Linked DNA regions of Mus musculus: regions 1, 3, 4 and 5 are each linked to region 2. A link is a contact called in public Hi-C and promoter capture Hi-C data. All regions are on one chromosome and are shown on one strand. The core of a region is the stretch at or near the end of the contact, and the rest is flanking DNA. Distances in the headings are between cores, read along the strand shown.

Evidence for each region. Promoter capture Hi-C pulls out the DNA fragments that hold promoters and counts their contacts. Hi-C and Micro-C count contacts between places; a contact is called where the count stands out from the background.
Region 1: a Hi-C map of uterus shows a contact between it and region 2, with 5 times the contacts expected there. The contact joins the promoter of Eif4a2 here to the promoter of Polr2h in region 2. A contact is called at or near these places in 4 of 39 promoter capture datasets (the 3T3-L1 cell line, the HPC-7 cell line, hematopoietic stem and progenitor cells and 1 more), 1 of 484 Hi-C or Micro-C datasets (uterus) and 1 of 9 other capture datasets (adipose tissue).
Region 3: a contact with region 2 is called in a promoter capture Hi-C map of liver, with 8 times the contacts expected there. The contact joins the promoter of Dnajb11 here to the promoter of Polr2h in region 2. A contact is called at or near these places in 4 of 39 promoter capture datasets (erythroid cells, liver and pre-B cells) and 1 of 9 other capture datasets (adipose tissue).
Region 4: a contact with region 2 is called in a promoter capture Hi-C map of liver, with 8 times the contacts expected there. The contact joins the promoter of Trmt2a here to the promoter of Polr2h in region 2. A contact is called at or near these places in 8 of 39 promoter capture datasets (the C10 cell line, cranial neural crest, embryonic stem cells and 4 more), 1 of 115 datasets of contacts at active chromatin or transcription factors (astrocytes) and 2 of 9 other capture datasets (adipose tissue and liver).
Region 5: a promoter capture Hi-C map of hippocampal neurons shows a contact between it and region 2, with 5 times the contacts expected there. The contact joins the promoter of Tbx1 here to the promoter of Polr2h in region 2. A contact is called at or near these places in 2 of 39 promoter capture datasets (cranial neural crest and hippocampal neurons) and 1 of 9 other capture datasets (adipose tissue).

Annotation. Positions count from the first base shown.
Region 1 is chr16:23,106,186-23,108,885 of GRCm38.p6, reverse strand. It overlaps Eif4a2 (eukaryotic translation initiation factor 4A2), which reads right to left and starts at 1,418. Exons shown (of 11, transcript NM_013506.3): 1 at 1,066-1,418; 2 at 253-298; 3 at 35-167. The coding sequence starts at 1,094.
Region 2 is chr16:20,716,420-20,719,119 of GRCm38.p6, reverse strand. Polr2h (polymerase (RNA) II (DNA directed) polypeptide H) reads right to left here and starts at 1,294. Exons shown (of 5, transcript NM_145632.2): 1 at 1,126-1,294; 2 at 213-296; 3 at 36-129. The coding sequence starts at 1,198. It overlaps Clcn2 (chloride channel, voltage-sensitive 2), which reads left to right and starts at 2,484. Exons shown (of 24, transcript NM_009900.2): 1 at 2,484-2,700.
Region 3 is chr16:22,856,489-22,859,244 of GRCm38.p6, reverse strand. It overlaps Dnajb11 (DnaJ heat shock protein family (Hsp40) member B11), which reads right to left and starts at 1,400. Exons shown (of 10, transcript NM_001190804.1): 1 at 1,136-1,400. The coding sequence starts at 1,203. Tbccd1 (TBCC domain containing 1) reads left to right here and starts at 1,576. Exons shown (of 8, transcript NM_001081368.2): 1 at 1,576-1,900.
Region 4 is chr16:18,247,412-18,250,222 of GRCm38.p6, reverse strand. It overlaps Trmt2a (TRM2 tRNA methyltransferase 2A), which reads right to left and starts at 1,340. Exons shown (of 12, transcript NM_001080999.2): 1 at 972-1,340; 2 at 190-737. The coding sequence starts at 992. Ranbp1 (RAN binding protein 1) reads left to right here and starts at 1,529. Exons shown (of 6, transcript NM_011239.2): 1 at 1,529-1,675; 2 at 2,798-2,811. The coding sequence starts at 1,661.
Region 5 is chr16:18,585,641-18,588,340 of GRCm38.p6, reverse strand. Tbx1 (T-box 1) reads left to right here and starts at 1,372. Exons shown (of 7, transcript NM_011532.2): 1 at 1,372-1,805. The coding sequence starts at 1,402.

The DNA.
Region 1 (2,700 bases), core at 169-2,668, 2.4 Mb before region 2:
CAGAGCACTTATCCTAACGGCAATAGAGTTTTACCTTTAATACAAGGGATAATAGCTCTTTGCTGAATAGCTGAAGGCTTCTCAAAACCATATGCATAGATGCCTCGAAGAAGGGACTCCTTTAAATTCATATCATCAAAGTTATCAACAATTTCATTCCAGTTGCTCTGTAAGTTAATAATGAAACTATGAATAAGACATGAAAAAAAAATGTACCTTTCCAAACCTTTAACGTCCACACCCACTCCTTACCTCGATGACACCATCGGGGTCCATTCCCTCTGGGCCGCCATGTTCTCTGCTGACAACAACACTGCAGTTAGACATACTGCTTCCAAGCCACGCAGAGACCCTTAAAGGGCCCTTCCACCCCGTACCTCATTCCCCTCCGCGCCCCTGTGCTCTGCTGAAAACGCCTCAAAACCGGCCGCAATGCTGCGAAGCGCCATTCGCCCTCCCCAACAGCTTGGGACTTGGACCCCTAAGTATAGACGCCCCTTTACTCAGTGCCCTAGGACCAGGCCCTCCCGCTTGGGAAGCGAAGCTCTCGCGAGTGCTCCGCGCGCCGAGCTCCGCCCCTAACTCTGCGCAAGCCGGCGTGATTGACGCCGAAAGGCCCAGGCAGGTCCATGCCAACGGCTCCGTCGCTCCGTTTCACGGTCCAGGGTGATCGTCCCCTGGCCGTCCAATCTCCCATCTCGACAGAACCCTAAGAACGCCAGCTCGCGCCACTGGCCGCCAATAAACCTTCGGGTCCCGGTTACCCGCCCCTAAGCAGTCTGCGCCACGGCTCCGCTTGCCATATCCCGTACGGGGAGGGGCAGCAGCCAAGATGTCACAATGTGTCCTAAGAAAGGGCATCCTTAATACTCCGTTCTTGTATCCGTCCTGTCTCCCCAACATCTGGAGTCTTACCATCATGGAAGCTTCTCGAAGGGCACAAGGAGAAGTGTGTGCCCTAAGAAAAAGCCCGCATACCTGCAGTGTGGCCGCCAAGCAACCCACCTCAACGCGGGTCCTAGTGACCTTGACTACAGGCCACCGGCCGCCCCGGGAGCGCCGTACCTGTTGTAATCCGCGGAGCCACCAGACATGATCCGAAAACCCACTCAGCGCCCGACTGAAAAGACAGGCGGACGGCGCCGCCCGTTTTTTATAGGCTCGCGGCCGGAACCCGTTTCTCGCGGAGGAATTTCCTTATTCCCCTTTCGGAAGCCACAAAATTGTACTCCTGGAGTTTGTTACCGGAGGTGAAGCCCTACAGGAGTCGATGACAAAATCCACATTTCACTATTACTTGGTATTACAGCGTTCCCGGAGATCCACGAATCGGGAACGGGTCTGGGACTCTTTGCTTTCGGCGGAAGAATATTGCAGCAGCGCGACCGCGCGCCGCGCTCCTCGGCCGCCCTGCTCCTACGGGGTTTCCGCGGCCCTGCCGCAGAGGCCGGCGGAGCCCTGGGCGCTTAGGGCGGAAGCCGGTGGCGCTGTTCGCTGGCGGGCGGCGTCTCCAGGACGCAGCTCCGGGCTACCTGCGCGTCAGCGTGCCCTTGGTCCGAGCCACCGCGTTCCGTGCCGGAACAGAATAGGGTTACCCCGCCCGTTCTCACTGCTGTTTAATGTGACAGGAAAGGGCTACCTGGCATTTCGCCCAGCCATTTAATATCCATTCAGATCTGGAACGTGTGAAACCCCTGCCACGGAAAATGTCGGCCACCCAGCACATCCTAGGAAATCCAGTTTGCAGTTCTATTTTTGTAAGACGAGAAGCACAGTGTGTAGTATCATTAACAGATGTCCCTAGGGTGGTGATTCGATTTTCATCTCTTTCTGGTCGGTCGTCTTCAGCTCTGGCTTAAAAAATAATGCTAATAATTTCAACCTAACAGGTGCGAGAAATGACTGATAGAATCACTACCAACTTGTGCAAAGGACCTGTCATTCTTTGTAACACAGAAATGTAAATGGGTGCTTCTGGCAGACTCAGCCCTAGCACTTCAAGAGCTGATTGTCTCTTCTGGTAAAACAAAACAAAAACAAAAAACAAAAACGATTTTAATCATCTAATATTGCCTTACTGAAATTGAGACAATATAGTTCGTATTGCTCGTAATAAACTTGCATGGCTGCATAAGCCTAGACGTTTCCAGTCAGCCACAACTCGAGCCCCTTGCAAAAAAATATAAGATATTTAATCCTTGAATTTTAAAATATGAAAGTATCCTGAACACTCAAAAATTTTTCTCATTAATTCAGAAGACCAAAGACTGACTAACCAGAGAAGGAAAAGGCTCAGTTTGGTAATTTACGAAAAGTATTTGGCTCTAAAAAGATTAAATTAGATTAAATTGTATTTGTTTATTTATTGAGTGTGCACCTCAGCGCGTGGAAGTCAACGGACGACTCTTAGGAGTTGATTCGTCTCCTACTACTTGGATCCCACAAGTGGGTCCTGGGGATGGAACTTAGGTCAGCATGCCCTAAGGCCAGCATTGAATCATCTTGCCAGCCCTATGTGCTATCCTTACTCAAAAATAAAACCTGTACTTATTTGGAAGTTATTGTGTCAGAAACTGTTACAAAATGATGACAAAATAGAGACCGGGTGTGGTGACATGGACTTTTAACCCTAGCACTCAGGAAGTGGAGGCTCGTGGATCCCTGCAAGTCTTAGAGGGTTCAGGCCAGCAAGGGCTATAT
Region 2 (2,700 bases), core at 45-2,544:
TTCTTATCTTAGTCACTTGTTTACTGCTACCTCACCTGGAAGGCCTGTCATCTGTGGGGTTGTATTCACCATCATCCAAGGTACCATCTTCATACAAAGTACTAGCTATAACCAACCGGAACTTGTCACCTGAATAGAGCAGCAACATCAGGGTAAAGAAGTAGACACCTAAGACCAAAATCCTCTTGCCATTGCCCGTATTCAATACTTACCTAAGTCCACAGGGTAAATCTGAATGTTTACATCTAAGATGAGGTCCATCTTGAAAGATTCACTCTCACAGTGCAGCCGGGATACTGGGGAAGAGTGCATGACAGACATGATTACAAAGTCTATCGATGCCAGCTTGGGGTCAAATGCAAGAGATCAAATCATCTAACATGCACACACCCACCAGCCTCCCACAACTGCAATCAGAATCAGATTCACAAGAGGGAAGAAGGCAGTAACCTCAGCAAGTGACAGGGTCCCAAGCAAGCGGCAAAGCTCCTCCAGCAGTGGCCAGTCTCCAGGCTCTAACTAAAAACGCCTGGATGATTTAGACTAGAGTCTCACTGGTCCTGAGACTTCCTCTTTCTAGCAGGAGACACTGCTGAGGGAATCTGAGGGATGTATTCAAAACTGACATCTGTCTTAAGACATTTGCCTCCAGGCTAAGCGACACCAAGAAGAAACAACTTCCGGATCGTTGGGAAAATAAATACACCAAGCGGTCAACTGAATGAAATTCAGAGAGCTTCGGAAAGAGCTAACTTGTTCTTAGGCTAATACAAAATTATTGGTTAGGAAGGCAGGTAGGTAACTCGCTGCAAGACCTGGGGTAACAAAAGAGATAAGGCACCATCTACTTTTTCCAAGAATAAAGTTCAGAGCACGGTAGAGCACATAATAACTGTGTAGGGAGTTAGAAAGGTTCCCAGGGGTATGCCAGCACCCAGCTAAGGGCCACCCACCGGGCACCAGGCACCGCAAATATAATAGAAAAAGCTGTCTCAAGTTTCTCATTCACGAAAAAAAAAAAAAAACTGTTTCCTGAGGGAGGTACCGAGAGGGTGGGGCGGGCCAGCCACTTGGGGTGGGTGGGCATGTTGGCCACTTCCCTCCTACCGCCCCGACACCGCTTACCTCGGTCAAATTTCTTGCCTTCTGGGTCGATGTCTTTCACATCGAAAATATCCTCGAACAGGATGCCCGCCATCGCGAAGGGCACGAAAGCTGCAGAGGATGTGAGCGCGCGGCCACCACTGGGGATTCGCGCACCCCCTCACGTGGAGAAAAGTAAGACAGGGCAGAGTACCGCCCCAAAAGCGGCAACGAGGCCGAGGGCGCGTGCGCACGGGCTGCAGTCACGCAGCCACTTCCGCTGCCTCCTTCTCGGGGCTTCTTCACTTCCGCCGGGAAGGGCCACCTCCGAGGTGCTCGGGCCTTGTGGGCGAGTCTCAAAACTCGGTGACTCCGTCCAAGGCGGGGACAGATTAAGTCCCACCTCCGACGGGGTACCGCGCTGCGCCCGGCTCGACGGCGCCCTCTTCAGACTGTGGATCCCAAAGCGTGGAAAGCTTGGGGGCCTAACCCAGCCAGGAACCTTGATCCTTGGCCCAGAGAAGCCCGGCCCTAGCCCTTCCCTGAAGTCCGCGTGCCGGCCGAGGGCACAGTCCGCGCTGCAGGCAGGTGGAGCAGAACCCCGCCCGCAGAGCACCAGCCCTCCAGGACCCGGTGCCCAGCCCCTCAGACTGTCACCAAGATCCCCAAAGCTGGTGCGAGCTGGCTCGGACCAGCTAGACATCACCGGAGCCGGGTGCGTCCGGTTTGGGAATTTGCCATGATGTCACTCTCGGGGAAAGGAAAGCCCGCATTGTGCCCTCCCCTGGGGCTTCACCTCCTCGCCACTCCCGTCTTCCCTTGGCCCTGCTTGGCACTAGCCTCACACTGATCCCCTAGAACACTGCCAACTGAACTTGGTACTGCCTGTCACCCCACTATACCACCCTCTTCTGGACACTGAAGTGCGCCTTTCACTGGGAGGCGACAGCTCGCAATACCTTCTTTCTAGGTGCTACCTCCTCTCATTACAGCCCCTGTGCTGGGCACCCTCTTGTTTCTTGAATGAGTCTTCATCCTGGTACTATTCTTTCTCCACAGATTTCTGGACACTGTCCTCTCCAGTGGCTCCAACCTAACGCTGCCCATCCTCTTTGTGCCCTCGACACCTTCTTCTTGTCCTTCCCAGGACCCCGAAAGACAATGTGGAGCCTCAGTAGGCCGTTTCCTCAGGGCGTCAGCAGCTACTCAAATTCCCCCTTAAGCGGTGCCTGGGAGGAGCGACCTCTGCTCCCCCCCCCCCCCACACACACACACACACCCGCCTCCCAGGAGCGGCCTCCCCCGCACCAATAGCTCCCTTCCCTCGGGCCTCACCCCTTCCCGTCCCCTCCCACCTCCACCTCCGCCCCTCTTTCCAGGCCTAGCCATTCCAGGTGCACCTTCCCGGGGGAACCCGGAGGAAAGGAAGGAGAAAGGGAGGCAAGGAGGGAGCCGGCTCTCGGGCATCCTCCCAGATGCGTCTGAGCCGCCTGAAAGTGTGAAGCAGAGGCTGCCCCTGTCCGGTCTGGCTTAGAGAGCCCGAATTAGCTTTTGTCAGTAGCCCCCTACCCCAGTTCAAGAGTCCCCACATCTCCAGCCCCTCCCGCACAACGCTGC
Region 3 (2,756 bases), core at 151-2,650, 2.1 Mb before region 2:
TTTGAGAAATTTAAAGTATGTCACAAAGAAGAAATGATAAGATTAAAGCAAACAAAACAAAACAAAATAAAGAAAATAACTTTAAAAGCTATGCTAAGCAGTGAGTTTCCCATTATGAACAACCTATAAATTGTCAAAATCTGACATCTATGAGCTTTTGGTGTGTTTTTATTTTTGCAGTTATGTATATATTTGAAATAGCATGTGATATAGGCCAGGCAAATCTGGAACTCAGTCGATAGCTGAAAATGACCTTGAGTTCTGACCCACCTATTTTCATCAGCCCAAAGAAGGGATTGAGGGTGAAGGCATTCTAGAACACAAGTCCAACATACCATATCCTAAGTCACCACATCTATAGGGTCGTGCATGCATTTAAATGCTGGGAGAAACTTTAAGCCTGCTCTTTCTCCCTGAAAGTTGGCACAGTTATCCCTGATTTCAGGAACTTGACACAGTTCCTTCAAGCTTGTAGGATTCCTAAGAGTGGCATGAGACTAGAATCCCAGTTTTTATCGCCTGTTAGAGAACTGTTGTCACTCAGACCATCCAGCTCAGGAAGGAACCATGGTGAGAGGCAGCGAGGCAAGAAGACAGTTCAGGTTCGTTAGCCCAAGAAGGTGGGAAGTACAAGGTCTCTCTAAAGTGTCTTGCTGCTCTCTCAAGCCAACTTTCTTCAGTCTGAGCTTGGCTTCCTTTCTTGCTCTCCTCATTTGACATGGCATCATGGCCCACCCACTTTAGTGTCAGCCTTTTGGAGGCTTGTTGCAAACTGGGTAACCCACAGTCCCACTCTGGAACTCAGACGTCAAGGACGTATCTATAATCTCAACCCCAGCTTGACACTCGCTTCCTTCATTTCCATCAAGAGCCTCATCCCTCAGACGTCCGCCTCCCTTCTTCTGCTCACAGCCACTTAACTCCCTCCAATCCCCAAACGTGGTATTTGGCTCTGCAACCAACCCCCGCTCTTCCTGGGGGAAACCTGGCCCTGCACCGCCAGCCTGGCCCACACTACCCCCTTGTCCCTCGACCCGGCAGTGCCCCTCCCTCACTCCTCGATGTCACCCGCGTCCTTCTCAGCAAGGGCCGCCCCTCGGCCTCTTGCTGCACGCGCGGGAGCCCCCTTCCTCACCCGGCGATCACAGTCCCGATGAGGTACAGCAGCAACAGGCAGAAGGTGCTCAGGTTCTGCGGGGCCATGGCGTCCCCTGGTCCTACCCTCTCAGCCTCCGGTGCCGCTGCGTCGGCTGACCAGCCCTTCCGGCCCAGGGAGGCCGCCTCACGCCGGGGTCTCTCTCTTGCCCGGCCGCGGAGACAGGTAGCGCGCCCCTTCCTCAGCTGCCACCTTCCGGGAGCCCCAGAGCCGGCGAGCAGCCAGGCGTGGGCCAATCGCCGCCGGGGACATCACACGCGGCCGCCACTCCGCAGCCAATCAGCGCGGTACACTTCACCTCCGAGGCGGCGCGGGAAGCCAATCAGACAGCAGAACAGCCGTCGTGTCCGCCGGCCAATGGGAAGAGAAAACGTCAGAGGTTCGCGCCGCCCGGAAGCGGCTGAGAACCGGAGAGAGTTAGGAGCCGAGAAAGAGCGCGCTGCTGTAGGAAACCCGAATGTCCACCAATCGCGAGGCTCCTTCCCGATTCCGACCAATTGCTTGAGAGAGGTCTTACTACCAGTCTGGAAGCTACGCCATGTGCACACGTGACTTGCGAGCGCTCACCGAAGTGCAACCCCAGGAGGTGTCAAAGTACGTGGGGCGTCTTGCCTGGGGATAGGCTCTCCCAGTACTAACTTATTACAGTCTCGCTACCGTGGAAAAGAGGGACCTGGTACCTTGTAGAGACGCCGCCATAGAGACCGACTTAAGTTAAGATTCGGCTTCCAGCACTCCGTAGCGGTGAGGCAGCCCCATCTCCACCCCACTTTCGAACCTGTTTTCTACAGAACTAAGGCAAAGCGTTCTCTGGCAGTGTTGGGAATTAATTAAACTTTTTTTTTTCCTGCAAGTTTCCTAGCAGAATTGCACACAGCAAGCATGCAATCAATAAAAGGCACTAGAGCTTGTTCATCGGTTGCTCTTTTCTCCAGTTTTGTTTACCTCAGACAACTAGTTGTTTAGGACAGCTTCTCAGCTTAGCTTCCTGCATAACCTATTCAGATTTTTATCAGTGAACCGTAATGTGTGCTTGTCCACTATAGCTCCACCTCTGAGTCATAATTATCTCCTGCTTGCAAAGGTCTCATAACCGATCTCCCTGCCTCCAAACTTCATATCTTGATACACTATTTTAAAGTTCCTCTGCTCTCCACCCTATGATTGTGTGCACTCGGGAGCGCACTAGGGAACCTGGAGATCACAGATTAGACTAGGCTGGTGGACCCAGGAGCTCGAGAACCGTCTCTGTCTCTTGAGTGCTGGGAATCCAGGACGTTGTTGTTGCAGTTGCTACAATGGGCGGAATTCAAGACCCCCTGTTTGTATGGCAAGTAAGTGGCAAGCTTTATGGACTGAACTATCCCCAGCGCACTCCCGCTTTTTAAAAACTATGTCAAATCATCCTCTCCTGCTTAAAACCTTTAGTGGCTTTTCATTGCACTCAAAGTAAAAGGCCAAGTCTATGGTAACTTACAAAGCTGTCTAATTTAATGATATATATCCTCACCTATTAAATATCGTAGCATGTTCCAGAATAATCAACTCCCTTCCTTTTAAAAATGTTTCATTGTGTATAGTCATTGTATATGGTACTTTC
Region 4 (2,811 bases), core at 91-2,590, 2.5 Mb after region 2:
ATCATGATGTAAATGTGTTTTCTGATGGTCTTAGGCAACCCCTCTGAAAGTCTGGTGACCCACTGGTTCCCACCAATGGTACAGAACCATTGACATAAACTCTGTGTGTATCTTGAATTGCTTACATGGCTAATGGACCAGGCCAAGAGCAAAACCCAGCTCTGCTTGGGATGTCAGCACCACACTCACTTGGCCAGTTTCTGTAGCACCCGCTCACATTCCAGTCGCTTCTGCTCCAGCTGCTCAGTGTAGGGCACTGTCCACAGAGGGGTCACCACATCGGCAATTTGTGTTACTGATGGCTCACTATCACCTTCTTGCCGCCTCTTCCTAGCCATGGGGTCAGCCTTGGGTCGGGCCAGGCGTACGCTGAGCGGACAGCCTTTCCAGAGAGCACCGTGCAGCACTCGCAAGGCCTTGTCTCGTTCAGCAGCGCTTCGGAATGTTACAAAGGCACATGGTGGCTGTCCAAAGAGTTTGATTTTGTGGGACTGTAGACCAAAACGGCCTAGAAAACGCCGGACGTCACTGAAGCTGGCGTGGCGAGGTACATTTTGGAGCTCCAGTTTAAAGATTTCTGATGTGAACAAGTCATCCCTTATGTAGCTGTAGAGCCCAGGCTGCGTTCCAGGCCCTGCAGCTGGCCCAGGCCCTGCTTCCTCTTTTTGACATAGTGGGGCCGCAGAGCTGGGTACAGCACTGGCATCCTGGCCGCAGTCCTCCATGGGCTCCGGAACCTACGTGGGAACAGACGGGCCTGGCTGAAGGCTCTAATTGGTATGACTCGCTCCCCCAAACCGCTGACAGATCTCCATTAGTGCACACTCCACGAAGCCCTGGAGAAACCCGTTCTTTTACTCTCGAGACCCAATTCTCCCCCATCCTATCTTTGATCCGACAGTAATGACTGCTGCCCCAACCCACCTCCGCCCACCCCGTCCACATCTCCTGCACGTCTCCCTTTGCTTTACTTCCGCGGCCGGCTCACTCATCTCCTGGCTCGTCTGTTGCCCGGACCAGGGTGCTCACGAGGACCACCGGCTCGGCCTCCCACCCAACAAGGGCGCAGATACGAGGTACGCCGCCGTGAAGGTAGACCGCAGCTCCACACAGGGACTCAAAACTCGGGTGCTCAGAGCTGGGACTGAGGTTTGCGGATGCACTGTCCCCAAGGGCCACACGCTGCGCCTGCCTTCGGCTGGCCAGCGCACACTAGCTGCGTCTCCTCTCTCTAAGGGCTTGGTTCCGATGACGTCACCGCCGCGCGCCGAGTCCCGACTGATCCTTCCAGCAGCCGCTCACGCCAGCGTCGGAGGCACTCAGCCTGCAGGCGGAAGTGCGCGCGTGGGTCGCCGGGAGAGCGCGCTCCCCGGGCTGAGGCGCGGCCGGGCATGCGCCGCGGGCGTTTTGGCGGGAAGCGCGGGGCGGGCCGGACAATGAATGTCCGCTGTCGGAGCCAATAAAGCTACACTGGTTTTGAATCACTGCGCGTTTCCCGCCGCTGGGGTCAGGGGTCAGGGTTCGGGTCGGGGGGCGGAGGGAAGAGCGGACGGGCGGGAGCGCCGGCGCCAGACGCGGAGGAAAGGAGCTGCGACTAGCCGCCCAGAGGCCGCCGAGCCAGCGACGCCTGAGCTAGTCGAGCCACCGTCGCCGCGCCCCCATGGCGGCCGCCAAGGTACAGCGAGGCCCGGGTGGGGCAGGGCAGCCGGAGAGGCAAGGGCCGCTATGGGCGGCCACGTGGGCGGCCCGCGCCTCGGCCTCCAACCCTCGCTGGCTTGCGGGTTCGGGGCCTGTCGAGGCGCCTGGGCCTGGGGTGCTCGAGGTCTTTGGGGGTCCGCGAGTGGGAGCTGCTGGCCAAGACTCCGATCTCGGGGTCTACAGGGCGGCGCGTGACCTTGTGGTCTGCGGATGAACAGCCATGCCCAAACTGGGCTCCCGGCTTCACCTGGGGACCTGGAGGTGGCCGATCTCCTCCGTCGTGGCCCACTTGTGATCTTCCCATTAGGGGCGGCAATCCTCCTTCCAGTTGCACGCAGACCCCTTCATTCATTAGGACATTGCGCCTTCGGTGGGGAAAGCTCGCGTCCCAGCGCAGGGTACAGATATTAGACGCGCGGACTCTGGGCGGGGGCGGCTTTGTTGGTGGCTCGTGTGTCGGCCGCAGCTTAGCCGCAGTGCTGAGAAACCGAACGAAAGGTTTCTGTTTCTTTATCCTGTTGAGTTAGGTAGTGAGTCTGGGATTTCTCTATATTATCAAAGCACGTGATCTTGTCAGATTTAAACATGCATGTCCTTGTAATTCTCCAAGTTGAGTCAGAATCTTAGAGCTTATTTGTCATACTTTTCCTAGCTTCTTTCGGCTTAAAATTTCAAGCTTGGGTATTATTGCTGGAGGGATTGTAAACTAACAAGTGCTTGGATAACCCTCAGTAAAAACTGTTACGGCTGCTCTTCCTTTTGAGTATATCATGTTCTTTTTCATGGTGGGTATTTTTTTTTTTAACAGAAGAGGAAGTTTCTCCCAAGCTACTTTGCCAAGGACTTGGGTGTGTGTAACCCATTGATGTTTGAGTGTGTAGGAGTGTCAAAATACACAGTCTTGTTTCATGATATCCTGTGATTTTTTTTTTTTTTTTTGTGATGCTGGTTGTAAATACAATCAGATGATGTGAAAGATAAAACCAAAGGCTTAATTTCCAATTTGGGGAGGCATTTTCCAGATGCCATTTGTGATTGATGATGCCCATTGTGGACCGAGTCCACCAGCCAGCAACATCACTCTACCTTCTCTACACAGGACAGTCACGAGGA
Region 5 (2,700 bases), core at 123-2,622, 2.1 Mb after region 2:
ATATTGGCTGAAAATGGGGGGGGTCTCATGACGCCATAATCCCTTGGGCCCTGGACCGGCGGCTGTGAGTGGCACCACAGGCCCCCGCCCCCGGGCCCCCTGCGCTGGGCTGGGCGCGGTGCGGCTGGGCGTACGCAGTCGGAGGCGGCGCCGGTCAGGCCCGGGCGCCTATGGACGCGCGGAGCCCGCTGTCTGCCCGGGCCAGCGCGTTCAGCATCGCCTCTCTTGTTGCAGCCGAGGCCTCGGAGGGCACCGCCCACCGGGGCCCCAGGCCCTCGGACCGGGCGAAACTTCGCCGGCTACCAGGATCCCCAGCCGGGATGCACTTCAGCACAGTCACCAGGGACATGGAAGGTGAGCCCTTCTGTCCGCGTCTATACTGTCAGGCCGCCCGCCAGTCCCCTGCTGTGAGGCCCTGCGGCCCAGCGGGTGGGAAGGAGCTCTAGGCCGGGTGGGCTCCAACCTTGAAGCTGGGACTCTGGGACAGGAAGAAAGGGCGGCATTCCCCAAAGTCAGTCCACCCACCATCCTAGGACTCCAACTTCTGGGATTGAGCAGTCTTCTGAAGTCTGAAGAAGGGGCGCCTTTGAGCTGGAAGAAGCAAAGATGGTTAGAGAAGAGTCAGGGAACGCAGTAAAAGGAGGGGGCGGGGGAACAAAAACAAACAAACAAACAACAACAACAACAACAAAAACCAAAAATACAAATCAATGAGAGCAGCCAAGAGGGGAAAAAAAAGGAGAAAACAGAAAATATGACAAAGGTGAGAAAGGCAGATACACGCAAAGGAAATAAAGATAACGAAAGAGAAAATGAAGGATAGGATAGCTTGAGACAGAAATGTAACTTCATTAAAGAACAAGAGAAAGGCTGAAGATTCATTTACGATTGAAAGGGCAAAGACGAATAGTAGAGAACACACAAAAATAAGAGGAAGAAGTTAGACGGAAGGGAAGACATGAAAATTTGAAATTGGAGAGAGTGACACCGAGAAAAGAGAGAGGCAGGGGGTTTAAGAAGAAGCTGGAGCGAGAGAAAGGAGACAGAATGTGAGAAGTTGAAACCAGGGACACAAAAGGTAGAGGAAGAAGAACTTGGGGAGCGTCTGGCACAGAAGAAAAGCCAGAGCGCGCTGGCGGCGGGGAGGGCCGCGCACCGGCCCGTCGTCCCCGGAGCCGGTCGGAGCGGTCGGGGGGCCCGGGCCCGCGGAGCCTCGGCGGGGGAGGGGCGGGGGGAGGGGCACGGGCTATTGTCTCGGCGGGGCGGGGCGGGGCGGGGCGGCTCCGCGGGGCCGGCCCGCGGGGTGGGGCGGTGCGGCCCGGGGCGCGTGCGGCGCAGCGCCCGCCACTCGGCCCGCCGCGCGGGACGGCGCTCTGATCAGCGGCGGGTGGCCTTCGGGTCATGATCTCCGCCGTGTCTAGTCCGTGGCTCACGCAGCTCTCGCACTTCTGCGACGTTGCAGCCTTCGCAGCCAGCAGTCTGAGCGGCCTGGGATCCCCGTCGCCTGGCGCCGACCCGTTCGGCCCTCGCGAGCCGCCGCCACCGCGCTACGATCCGTGCGCTGCAGTCCCCGGTGCCCCGGGCCCGCCGCCGCCGCGCGCCTATCCTTTCGCGCCCGCCCCCGGGGCGGCTGGCAGCTCGGCGGCGGAGTCCGAGGGTCCGGGGGCTAGCCGCGCGGCTGCGGTCAAGGCTCCGGTGAAGAAGAACCCGAAGGTGGCCAGCGTGAGCGTGCAGCTGGAGATGAAGGCGCTGTGGGACGAGTTCAATCAGCTGGGCACCGAGATGATCGTCACCAAGGCAGGCAGGTCAGGCGCCCCTTCCCCGCGCCCCTGTCCACGTGCGTTCTGTGCCTCTGACTGCGTGTCAGGGATGCGCAGGAGCCCGGCTGAAAAGCGGATGAAGGTGCAGCGGGGCCACCTGCGAGTCCTTCTGGCCTCTCTGCTGACCCGGCTCCAGCGACAACCCGCGGAGCGCCAACCGCGAGTCCTGGGACTCTTCGAATTCGAGGGAAATCTTTGGGCCGAATGTGCGCCCGACTGCGGCGGTTAGGCAGCTGCCACCTAGGAAACTCCCGCGTGGGTTTCGTTCAGTATGTAGGGCAATCCAAAGAGCAAACATCCCCTAGGTGTATGGATAATTTTAGGAAAGAGTTAAGACCCTTAAAAGCCATTGCGCTCATTTTCCGGGAACTCGAGACCTGGTTTTCCTGGGCCTCAATTTTGGCCGCTTGTGGGCCCGGTTCTTCACAAGCCTGGCAGGGTATCCGTGCCAGTGCCTGGTTATTTGTTTTCAGGGCCGAGAGGGAAAAAGGAACAATTGCAGATGCTCCCGATTTGACCAGTAGACAAAGGCGGGTGCTGGGTTGTGTCTAATGTACACACCAGCTCCGTGGCCAAGGAGGCTCAGGGCCTGTTTGCAAAGCCTTCTCGAGGTTTCTGTTTCCCTGCTGTGCAGCCCTCCCTGGGGAACTTAGGCCTGTCCTTAGCTGCTGCTCTGTGGATTTTCTCCAGGCTCTTTAGCTGTCCATACCACCCAACACAGCCTCCTGAAGACAACAGCGGCTTGGCCTTCTGGTCCGGGCAGGCAAACGAGGGCCGTGAATGTCACTGGAGGGATTTAGAGGAGAGGGAGGAAATAGGAAAACATACGCTGAGCCTTTTGCAAACAGGTTCTTGGGGAGGCTCTGGCCAGGTCTTGAGA